Linked DNA regions of Mus musculus: region 2 is linked to region 1. A link is a contact called in public ChIA-PET data. All regions are on one chromosome and are shown on one strand. The core of a region is the stretch at or near the end of the contact, and the rest is flanking DNA. Distances in the headings are between cores, read along the strand shown. Region 1 holds the start of Cd160 (CD160 antigen). Region 2 holds the start of Txnip (thioredoxin interacting protein).

The links. ChIA-PET counts read pairs in DNA pulled down with a chosen protein or histone mark.
Region 2: an RNA polymerase II ChIA-PET map of memory CD8 T cells shows a contact between it and region 1, with 97 read pairs. The contact joins the promoter of Txnip here to the promoter of Cd160 in region 1. A contact is called at or near these places in 4 of 484 Hi-C or Micro-C datasets (the G1E-ER4 cell line, the N1E-115 cell line and the P5424 cell line) and 4 of 115 datasets of contacts at active chromatin or transcription factors (embryonic stem cells, memory CD8 T cells and pancreatic cancer cells).

The regions. Positions count from the first base shown.
Region 1 is chr3:96,812,156-96,817,622 of GRCm38.p6, forward strand. It overlaps Cd160 (CD160 antigen), which reads right to left and starts at 2,366. Exons shown (of 5, transcript NM_018767.3): 1 at 2,315-2,366.
Region 2 is chr3:96,554,555-96,559,329 of GRCm38.p6, forward strand. It overlaps Txnip (thioredoxin interacting protein), which reads left to right and starts at 3,403. Exons shown (of 8, transcript NM_001009935.2): 1 at 3,403-3,931; 2 at 4,335-4,410; 3 at 4,516-4,663. The coding sequence starts at 3,682. Gm15441 (predicted gene 15441) reads right to left here. Exons shown (of 4, transcript NR_040409.1): 3 at 2,732-3,843; 4 at 1,214-1,506.

The DNA of each region.
Region 1 (5,467 bases), core at 1,116-3,615:
GAGTTCCAGGACAGCCAGGGCTATACAGAGAAACCCTGTCTCGAACTCTGTCCCCCAAATCTATTGATTGGGCTCACCGCAACATGAGGAACTGTATTTAAAGGGTCGCAGCATTAGGGAGGTTGAGAACCGCTGCTCAAGAGTCAGGTTAGATTTGAAACCTGCCTTGTTAATTACTAGTTGTCCAATGTTGGAAAAGTTTCTTAATCTCTATGAAAACAAGTTTATTGATGGATAAAATGATGGTAGGGGGTTAATATGGCAGCTTAGATAGTGTGCGCTTGGCGTAGCACAGCTGCTCAATAAAATGCTAGTCGTTATCATTATTCTGGCTGCACAGCTGGCTGCAGTTCACATCCACACCCATGGTTGTATTTAGTTCTTATAAAACTCTGAGCATCATTAATCACGTGTTCTGTGCAGACCTCTCGGAGAAGTCGCGTGACTCGCTTAAAGTTGCAGAGAGTGGGTGGAGAAGCCAGACTCCTAACCGTTTGGAGGAACCCTTTGGTTCCTCTTACAGCCACCTCTCTTCTCTCAGACACTAAAGAACAGAATTGAGGATGCAGGTTACAGAGGGTTAGAAAGGGAGAAATTCAGGCCCGGGGGACTACTGGGATAAGGACTCTCTTGGCAGAAATCACCTTGATGCCAGGAGCAAGCACCTTATGTGTAGCAGACGGGCAGTGCCCGGAGTTCTATCCGCTAGAGGGCGCTGTCTCTTTAGAAGCTAGGGTTGAGTGCCGGCGCCCGCGGTGTCTTACCAGGGTCTGTGACTCCAGTTTGAGAGCACCCACCACTGTCCTAAGCCTTCTTGCTGGCTTAACCATGGTCAGTATGAACACCAGGCTAACGTGTGGTGCGTGTGTGTATAGGCAAAACATTCATAACATATGAAATTAAAAAAAAAAAAAAAGAGCCTAAAATCACTAAAGCAAAAGGTATAGGATAAGCAAGGAAACAAATTCTATAAAGACAGAGTTACAGAATATACAAGAGAAGAATATCTATCTTTAGGATCTAGTGTCCATCCTATATCTATCAGAATTTCTCCTTTTAAATTTCAATATTTTATTTTGCGGGTAGGGCTGTTTTGCCTGCATGCATGTCTGTGATCACTTGTGTGCCTGGTGCCTGTGGAGACCAGAAGAGGGCATCGGATCCCCTGGAACTGGAGTTCTAGAGGTTTTGAGCCTCCACGTGGGTGTTCTCTGCAGGAACAACCCCTGTCTAGTTTAATGAAGTGGCGACAGCTATGACAGCTGCCGGCAGCTTTGACGATAACCCATGCTTTCTACCAGTGGCAGAGTCTACCGTGGAAGCAATTGGCCGCTCCCTAGTCGAGACTGACACAGGCGGAGATGCGTTTTATCCCCAGATTCACAAATCCCATTTGCGAGCTGAACTTGCAGAGGGTCACACATCCCCTTGGTTAACAACCACCTCTGATTCACAGGCAGAAGGTGTGTTCCCCCCCCCCTCCCCCAAGGAAGTGGCCGGGACTGAACTTAGGGAGAATTGTCCATTTCTTATAAACCCAGGAATGAATTGGCTGGCTTCCTCTGCCCAAATCATGCCGTGGCTAAAGGCTGCCCTTGCTCTGTCGTCTCCAGTGTGTGACCTCTGGGACATGAACACCCTTCAGAGACGCTCCATGAAGGTAGTTCACAGCCCAGGCTGGGCCTGAGGGCTTTAGCGCAGGCTTGGCAACCTTTGGTTGCTTTCTTGCAGTGATCTTTATCTCCTTGATATTTATGAAAAGGGATGACTCTCACCTACTGTCTTCTCACGAACACAGAACTAAAGAGAGCAGCCTGTAGGACTCAGCACAGCATGTGTGAGCTAAGCTGCCCAGGCTTAACTCTAAAGTGCTCTCTGAGACTTTGAGACTTCCCTCTTAGGAATGTGGTGTGGCCCTCTGCCATTTAAGGCGTGTCTGAACCAGCCAAGGACCTGAAGCCCATGAGAAGGATGAGCATACCAACCATCTGACATGAGTAGTCTCTCTCTGTCTGTCTCTATGCCCCCCCTTCTAGATCTCCCCCCCCCCAGCCCCCACCATCCAGGGGTTTCTCTGCTGTGTAGCCCTGGCTGTCCTGGAACTCCCTCTGTAGAGCAGGCTAGCCTCAAACTCCACTTGCCTCTGCTTCCTGAGTGCTGGGATTAAAGGCGTGTGCCACCAGCTTCTGCCTTAGTTTTGCCTTTGAGAAGCAAGCTTCTCACTGGCTTAACTGAGAGCTTGCCCTGTGTGAACAGTTCTGCTAAGCATTCCATCTCTCCTCCCAGAGCCCAGGTTCCCAGCAGGCCTCTTTACCTCAGGACAGATGTTCTTCCTTGCTCTCAAGCTGGGGGCTCACGCTGAGTGTGTTCTGGGTTCCCACACGGGGCCTTTTGCTCTTGTTAAAAACCCTATCTCCCCACTTCCGTCACAGCTCGGCCTTTCACCATTGATCTTTGAAAAACCACAGAATGGGTTTTTAGCAGCGAGGGGGTCTTCCTGTCTTTCTTTCCCCCGCCCCTGTAGTTTTTACTCTCTCCTGTTGCTCCATCACACCCCCTGACTTCTCTCTCTCTTTTGAAATGCACTAAGGTTCAAAGAAGACTGAGAAAAAATGACTCCTTAAAATAGATTTCTTTACCTTTGGAAATGAAGGCGTGAGAAGGAGGACACTGGTAACAGAATGACCAGAAGACATGCTCTCGGGGATAAAGGTGCTGCATCTTTTCCGTGAATACCTTTTGATTTGAAGTAGGGCTTTGTTAAGTTAATTCATCCCAAAAAGGCTTTTATCTTTTAGTCTTAAGATGTCAGTCTGAAACTATGGTGGGCAAGGAATGGCTATTTGGGGGGCACTAAAAATAGACCAGACCTGTAGCCCTAGGACTGGAGGAAGATCAGAAGTTTAAGGCCAGTCTAGGCTAGAGACTCTGCCTCACAACAACAACAATAACAACAACAACAAGACATCATAGTTGGCCTGGTGTTAGATTCATTCCTATGGCTAATCAGCCCACACTCGCCTGAAGTCTCACAGCCACCAAGAGCATGTCTCTGAGAGCTGGTTGTAGCCTTTACCCAGAGGATGCGATGTTCAGAGCACAACCCATCTGTTATAATGTTGATTCTGGGCTCCCTGCTGCTACAGGGAGACAGTCACCTTACAGAAGACCCTATCTGTGAGTCAGCAAACACACTCCCTGACATCATGCTAACGCACCCACTCACCTGTATAATGGGTACACTTCAATTAGAGTAGCCCTCCCCCACACGTCTTCCACAACCTGGGAGTTACACATCCCTTCCCTGGAATTTCCTTCTCTAGCCCGACCACAGGCTCATGCTATGGAATCTTCCTCCACTGAGACTCATAGAAAAAGAGACTCACTCTGCCTCCCCGGCCTGAGCTTCCATTAGAGGCCTGCCAGGCTCTCTGTCTATCCGTGATGCTGAGGACTAAACTCTCCTCACACCCCAGACTATGCTGGTCTTTGCCTGTTTGTATGTCCAAGGCATTAAAAACTCACCGAATCAACTTCTTAACCAAAAGGACAGTCTGCCTCACTGTGCCCCGTGACACATACACGCGGCCCTGCTCAGCCATCGCAGCTTCAAAGCTTTGGGTGGACAAAGCAGTTGCTGCTCTTCTGTTTGCAGCAGCTCCTACTGTACTGGGTCTGCCAGAAATGAGACGCTGTTTCTTCAGTTGACTATCAGACCATTGAGAGAATGGAGTCAAAGAAGTAGAAATGTCCCCAAGAGTCTTCTGCCGGGAGAAGGAAAAGTCTGCGGCCTGAGGTGGGGATTTGTCCCTCAGCAAGATTCTCTAAAAACCCGTGAGGTCTCTTGATGGGATGAGAGCAAAGCCCAGACAAAGATGGACAGAACCACACCCTGATGGGGACTGCTCAGCTGTGCATATCTTTGGCCTTCTATTTAGATTATATTTCTAAAGGTTTATTTATTTTGTGTATATGTATAGTTTTTGTTCTTGTGTTTGTGCTTGTGTCTGGTGCCCACTGCAGGCCAGAAGAAAGCATAAAGATTCCCTGAAACTGGAGTTATATATCTTCAGGAGTTACCTGGGGATTCTATAAGAAAGCAAGTGCTTTTTAACCATGGAGCTTCAGTCTCTGAGCCCTCCTTAAAACCTAGTGAGTTCCAGGACAGCCAGGGCTATACAGAGAAACCCTGTCTCGAAAAACCAAAACCAAACCAACCAAACAAACAAAAATACCTAGCTCTCACTTCAGGACCCCAAAGATGGACTTGAAAGGCTTACTTGATCTCTTTGTCCTTCATCCCAATGTGGCCACATTGAATAAAACTGTATTTTTTTAAATTTAACTATTAATTTGGCTGTTTTAACTGGCTTCTTGAGGGTGCAGCTGTGACCCTAAGTTTGGTAACACTATTGTTATGATACTTGCAGTTTCCTTCCTTCCTTCCCTCCTCCCCCTCTTCCCCCCCCCCCCAATTTTAAAAACAGGATCTCAGTGTGCAGCCTTGGCTGGCCTTGAACTCACAGAGACCCACCCGCCTCACCCTCCTGAGAACTGAGATTAATGGCGTGCACCATCACTGACTCCTTATCCTGTCATATCTTTGCTTCAATCCCTCCAGTGGTGCATTGCTCGCGACCCCAAAAACTACTCATCCGTTTTTCTTTTTTTTTAATTAAATTTTTTCTTCAAACAATATATTTTGATCATCATGTTTCCTCCTCACTCCTAGATTCTCCCCCACCTCGCTACCTGCATATTTTTTGTTCTCTCTCAAAAAACAATCAAAATAAGAAAGAATGAGAAAACAAACTGAATGAGAAACAAACCCCCCACAGAATGAAAATTAAACAAGCAAAAGTCTAATAAGATAAAAAACAAACAAACAAACCAAGCAAAGAAGTCAACCAAAATGCCACTGGCTCTGATTTGCGTTGGCTAGCTTCTCCTGGGCATGGGGCCAGCCCTGAAGATGGTTGACGTACCCAGTAAGACTCCATTAGAGAAAACTGATTTTCCCTTTGCTGGTGGGTATCAACTGCAGATAGTTCTTGTTAGGGGTGGGACTTGTGTCCACTCTCCCCCTCTCAGTGCTGGGACCTTCTCTTGCTTGAATCTGTGCAGGTCTTGTGTGCACTGCCACATTCTTATTGTGTCTGGAATACACTGTTTTCTTGGTGTCATCTGTCTCCTCTGGCTCTCACAACCTTTCTGCCTCCTCTTCTGCATAGCTCCCTGAGTCCTGAGCAGAGGGGTTTGATGAAGACATCACATTTAGGACTGACTGCTCCAAAGTCTCTCACTCTCTGCACTCTGCCCAGCTGTGAATCTCTGTGTTAAGCCCCGCCTATAGCAAAAAGTAGCTTCTCTGATGTAAGGCACAGATCCATGGGGCTAACAGTAGCCTGCAGGAGTCATGGCGGATCCTTGAGTCTAACAGTAGCCTGCAGGAGTCAGGGTATTGCTA
Region 2 (4,775 bases), core at 2,153-4,652, 260 kb before region 1:
CTCAGTTGGGAGAGGGCCGGCTTGCTCATTTAGTTCCAGTGCTGTGGAAGCAGAGACAGGGGCAGAAGAGGGCATCGGATCTCACTATAGATGGTTGTGAACCACCATGTGGTTGCTGGGGATTGAACTTAGGACCTCTGGAAGCTCTTAACTGCTGAGCCATCTCTCCAGCCCAAATCCTGTCTGTCTTTTTTTTTTAAAAAACAGGTTTGAGGTCATCCTTGGCTATTATAGCAAGTTTGGGGCCAGCCTGGGACACATGCAACCTTGTCCAAAAAAAAAAAAAAGTCTCTTTGAATTCTTTTTTTTTGGTTTTTCGAGACAGGGTTTCTCTGTATAGTAGTCTGGGTAGTCTCAAATCCCACAGACTCATTTCACAACCCCCACCCCTAAACTACCTTCTTAGGGAAAGACAGGAAAGAAGTAGGCAGATGAAGGAAAAGACATATTTTACAGTGATTAAGAAACCAAGCTGTTTTGCATCCCTAGCTCTGACTGTCTGCGGGGGCCAGAGGTGAGAGAATAAGGACCTGCAGGCCTGGCTTCACCTCCTGTGAAGGCTGCACTGCCAGCTTTGGCACCCGGTTGTCTAGAGTAAAACAAACACAGGACAAACATTCCTGGCTTCCTACTGGCGCTGAGACTGAACTTGCAAGCCTCTGCTCCCCCTGGGCACAGCTGTCCTTGTCCCTGAACCCACAGCCTCTGCCCTGTTTTTGTTTATAAGACTTTTTTTTCTTCCATCCAAGAACTGAGATGGGTACGTGCGTACATGTGCATGTGCGTGTGAGTGTGCGTGTGTGTGTGTGTGTGTGAGAGAGAGAGAGAGTGAAGAGGGACAAACTGCTATGAGAATACCAGGTGAAAGGTTATAAACAATCCACTCCAGGAGGCAGCCAATTCAGAACAAGCCTTGGCTATAGGCCCAGGAAGCAGCTGCCACTGCCAGAGTTAAACAGATTTTTGGCCTAACGCAGAACAAACAAGTGGTCTGTGCTGAGCGCCGCAAATTAAGAAACGATAGCCGTGCAGGGGACAGGACACAGAACTGTCCACAGGTTTTTCCTTAATTAAAGAATTCAATACTCCATAGACAACACCGAATAACTATCAGCATTGCCTCCAAGGAGACAGCCCAAGGCAGCACCCTCTCACCCCTTAGCAGCCTCCCCTCCTTCATCTGACCTCAAGGTTTAAAAACAAGAACTTTTTTACATTTAAATTTTTTATTTTGGGTGTCTCTGGAGTGACTACTGGAGAGGGGAAGGAGAGGGGAGGGGGAGAGGGGAGGTCAGAGTTGGTTCTTTTGCTACTGTGTGGGTTCTGCTATTGAACTCAGGTTGGCAGGCCTGGCACCATCTCTCTGGTTCTCCTGAAGTCTTATGTAGCTGGGGCTGAAGAGATGGCTTGGTGGTTGATAGTATCAGAGGAAACGAGTTCGAGTCCCAGAACCAAAAAACGGCAGCTCACAACTCTTAACTCCACTTCTAAGGCATCGGCGGACACCTGCAGCAAGCACACAGGTGGTAGAAGAAAATAACAGCCATATACTTACAAAATTTTTAAATCTTATGTTGCTACATACCACACTATTTAACAACATCGATATATGAACTTTCGGTATATTTTGATATTTCATACCATCAAGCTAAGGTTTTCTCAGATGCCTGCTACAGGCACTGAGAAACTGAAGTTAGTGAGCGACCTACCTCCCTTACAGTATTCATAAATACTGTTTATCGTTGGAAAACACCTGACGCCTAGTTAGTTAACTTTCTGGAACAAACACACCCTAAGGATCAAGGTGTTCCTAGGCCTTGGTGTTGTGTATATGTTTTTGAACCGTGTGATGTTCATCTCTGTGCTTGCTTAAGGTTCAGTTGTAACTTGTTAGCCTTAGGGTGTCAACCCAGTTAGGGCGCGCGGGGGTGGGGGCTGGGGGTGTTGTTTATGAACAGCGGTGAACAGGCATGCAATCGCTTTTTACTTCTCCATCTTAATCTCAGGGCTATATCATCTTTATTTTCCTGCGCAAGGAAGGAGATAGATAGTCTCCTAATAATTCTGCCCAAATATGGAAGGAGTTTAGGACTCAATGACAAGGCTCCGGCGCGGGGTGGGGGTGGGGGTGGGAGTGGGTGGGTGGGTGGGGAATAGAGTAGGGGGCGAAGGGGGAGGGGGTTGCAGGTAATCCTTCACACAAGAGTTTCTTTGCACACTTAAGAGTTATTTCTCTAGTCAGCTCCTGAGGCATCTCTCAGCAAGGTTTGCCAGATAACTAAGTGAAACTAACACAGCTCCAGCGCCGGTGAAATTGAAACAGGCTTAGGGACATGCATTTCATTTAGTGAATTTGGAGAGAGGACAGAGGGGGGAAAAGAATGACAGGAACTCGAAAACAAAGTAAGGAGTGAGGTTCTTTTTCTTCCTTTTTCTTTCTTTCTTTTATTTTATTTTTTTGGTTTGTCCACCTCTTGTTTCCTGGAGAAACAAGGACGGGGGAGCCATCAGTGTGAAAGTAAACACCTCACAAAGCTGCAGTGAGGAACAAGGGAACATATACAAAATGTTCCCCAACTTCACAGGTACACTGAAGAGATGAGGGGATAAGCAACAGGATGTGGACACTCCCTTACTGCTTCCGCTCCAGAGAACAGAATAGAATGTAATGGGCGAGGAACAGTAGCAGCACATAGGGGCATGAAATGAGGGGGAAATGAGGGGAACCCACCAGAGCATTCACCAGAAAGGACTGAAAGCCAGACTTTAAAATATCTGACAAGTTCTCGTCTGGAGAGACCGCAGCCTTTTATTCTTCAATAGAAGTGCAATAGGAGCATATCGGGTGGGCTCTTTCTCACTAACACGACTGCACTCTCGCCCTCCGCTCCATCCTGGAGTATCCTCGGTGCGATGGGATTGTTTTTCACAAGACTTGCGAACTTGTGAGCCAGGAATAAATGGTCACCTCGAAATGAATTGCGCTGGCTCAGGCGAGTCATGAAATCCTCTCCTAAGCACATTTTTCTTTCACCTAAAAAAAGAAGGGGGAAAAAAAAAACAAAGCACACACCCAAATAACCCAGCTCCCAAGAGGAGTCCCCTGGATGAGGTTCAGGGTCCCGGGGTCCCAGCCTCCCGGGGGGAGGGAGGGCACCCGTCGCCCCGGGCCCCGCCCCTCCTGCTGGCAAGGCTGCGCACCCGAACAACAACCATTTTCCCCGCTAGGAGCACACCGTGTCCACGCGCCCCGGCGGCCTCGCTGATTGGTTGGAGGCCTGGTAAACAAGGGCCAAGTAGCCAATGGGAGAACTGTGCACGAGGGCTGCACGAGCCTCCAGGCCAGCACTCGCGTGGAGCGCCAAGCCAGGCGGCTATATAAGCCGTTTCCGGCAGCCGCTTGACACTCTCCTCCTCTGGTCTCGGGGTTTCCAGAGTTTCTCCAGTTGCGGAAGACAGCTGTTATTTTTCTCCTGAAAGCTTTTGGCACAGCCGGCAGGCTGAAACTTCCAGGCACCTTTTGGAAAAGTTGTTAGGGTTTGTTTGAAGCTTTCTTTACATTTTCGTTTGGGTTTTCAAGCCCTGACTTTACGGAGGCGAGCTCTTCGTTTGCTTTGAAGGGTTCTTAAAGATTTTTTTCCTCTCCGGCTTTCGTTTTTCTTGAACCCACTCGGCTCAATCATGGTGATGTTCAAGAAGATCAAGTCTTTTGAGGTGGTCTTCAACGACCCCGAGAAGGTGTACGGCAGCGGGGAGAAGGTGGCCGGACGGGTAATAGTGGAAGTGTGTGAAGTTACCCGAGTCAAAGCCGTCAGGATCCTGGCTTGCGGCGTGGCCAAGGTCCTGTGGATGCAAGGGTCTCAGCAGTGCAAACAGACTTTGGACTACTTGCGCTATGAAGACACACTTCTCCTAGAAGAGCAGCCTACAGGTACTGCTCCCAGCAGGACTGATGGTGACTTGGGAGGTCTGTGGGTCGGGGAGGGCACCACTAAATGTTTCGAGTTGTTCGTTTGAATGGTTTGAACTGTTGGTCCCTATATTTTTTTACTTTGTAATTAGCAAGTTTTTCACTACCCTTCACCCCCCTAGAGTGATTTGAACACTTTCTGAGGTACTGTTTCCTGAAAGTGTTGTCTTAGCTACTACTTAAAGATTAATGTATTTGTGGATTTCGCAACTTTCTGTCCAAGAAAGTGCTCTGGGATCTTTTCTTCCATAGTGTAAGAGATGAAAGTGGAAGTGAAGTAAGGTAGTCTACTGCCCAGGCACTCCTCATTGACGCTTTCAAAATGTAACAAGAAGCCTAATGGCCCCTTGTCTTTGTTTCCCAGCAGGTGAGAACGAGATGGTGATCATGAGGCCTGGAAACAAATATGAGTACAAGTTCGGCTTCGAGCTTCCTCAAGGGTAGGCATCCACCGTGTGCACCTTGCACTCTTATTTCTAAGTCTTCCCCCTCCATTGATCTCTTACAGTTCTTAGCCTTAATTTTGGTTCATTGTTTTGACACAGGCCCCTGGGAACATCCTTTAAAGGAAAATATGGTTGCGTAGACTACTGGGTGAAGGCTTTTCTCGATCGCCCCAGCCAGCCAACTCAAGAGGCAAAGAAAAACTTCGAAGTGATGGATCTAGTGGATGTCAATACCCCTGACCTAATGGTGAGGATTTTTTGTTTTTGTTTTTAAAAAGGTTTTAAAATTCTTCTTGGTCAGGGATAATAAATTAGATGCATGGGGGTTGAAATATCTCAAAACATTATTTCCTTTTACA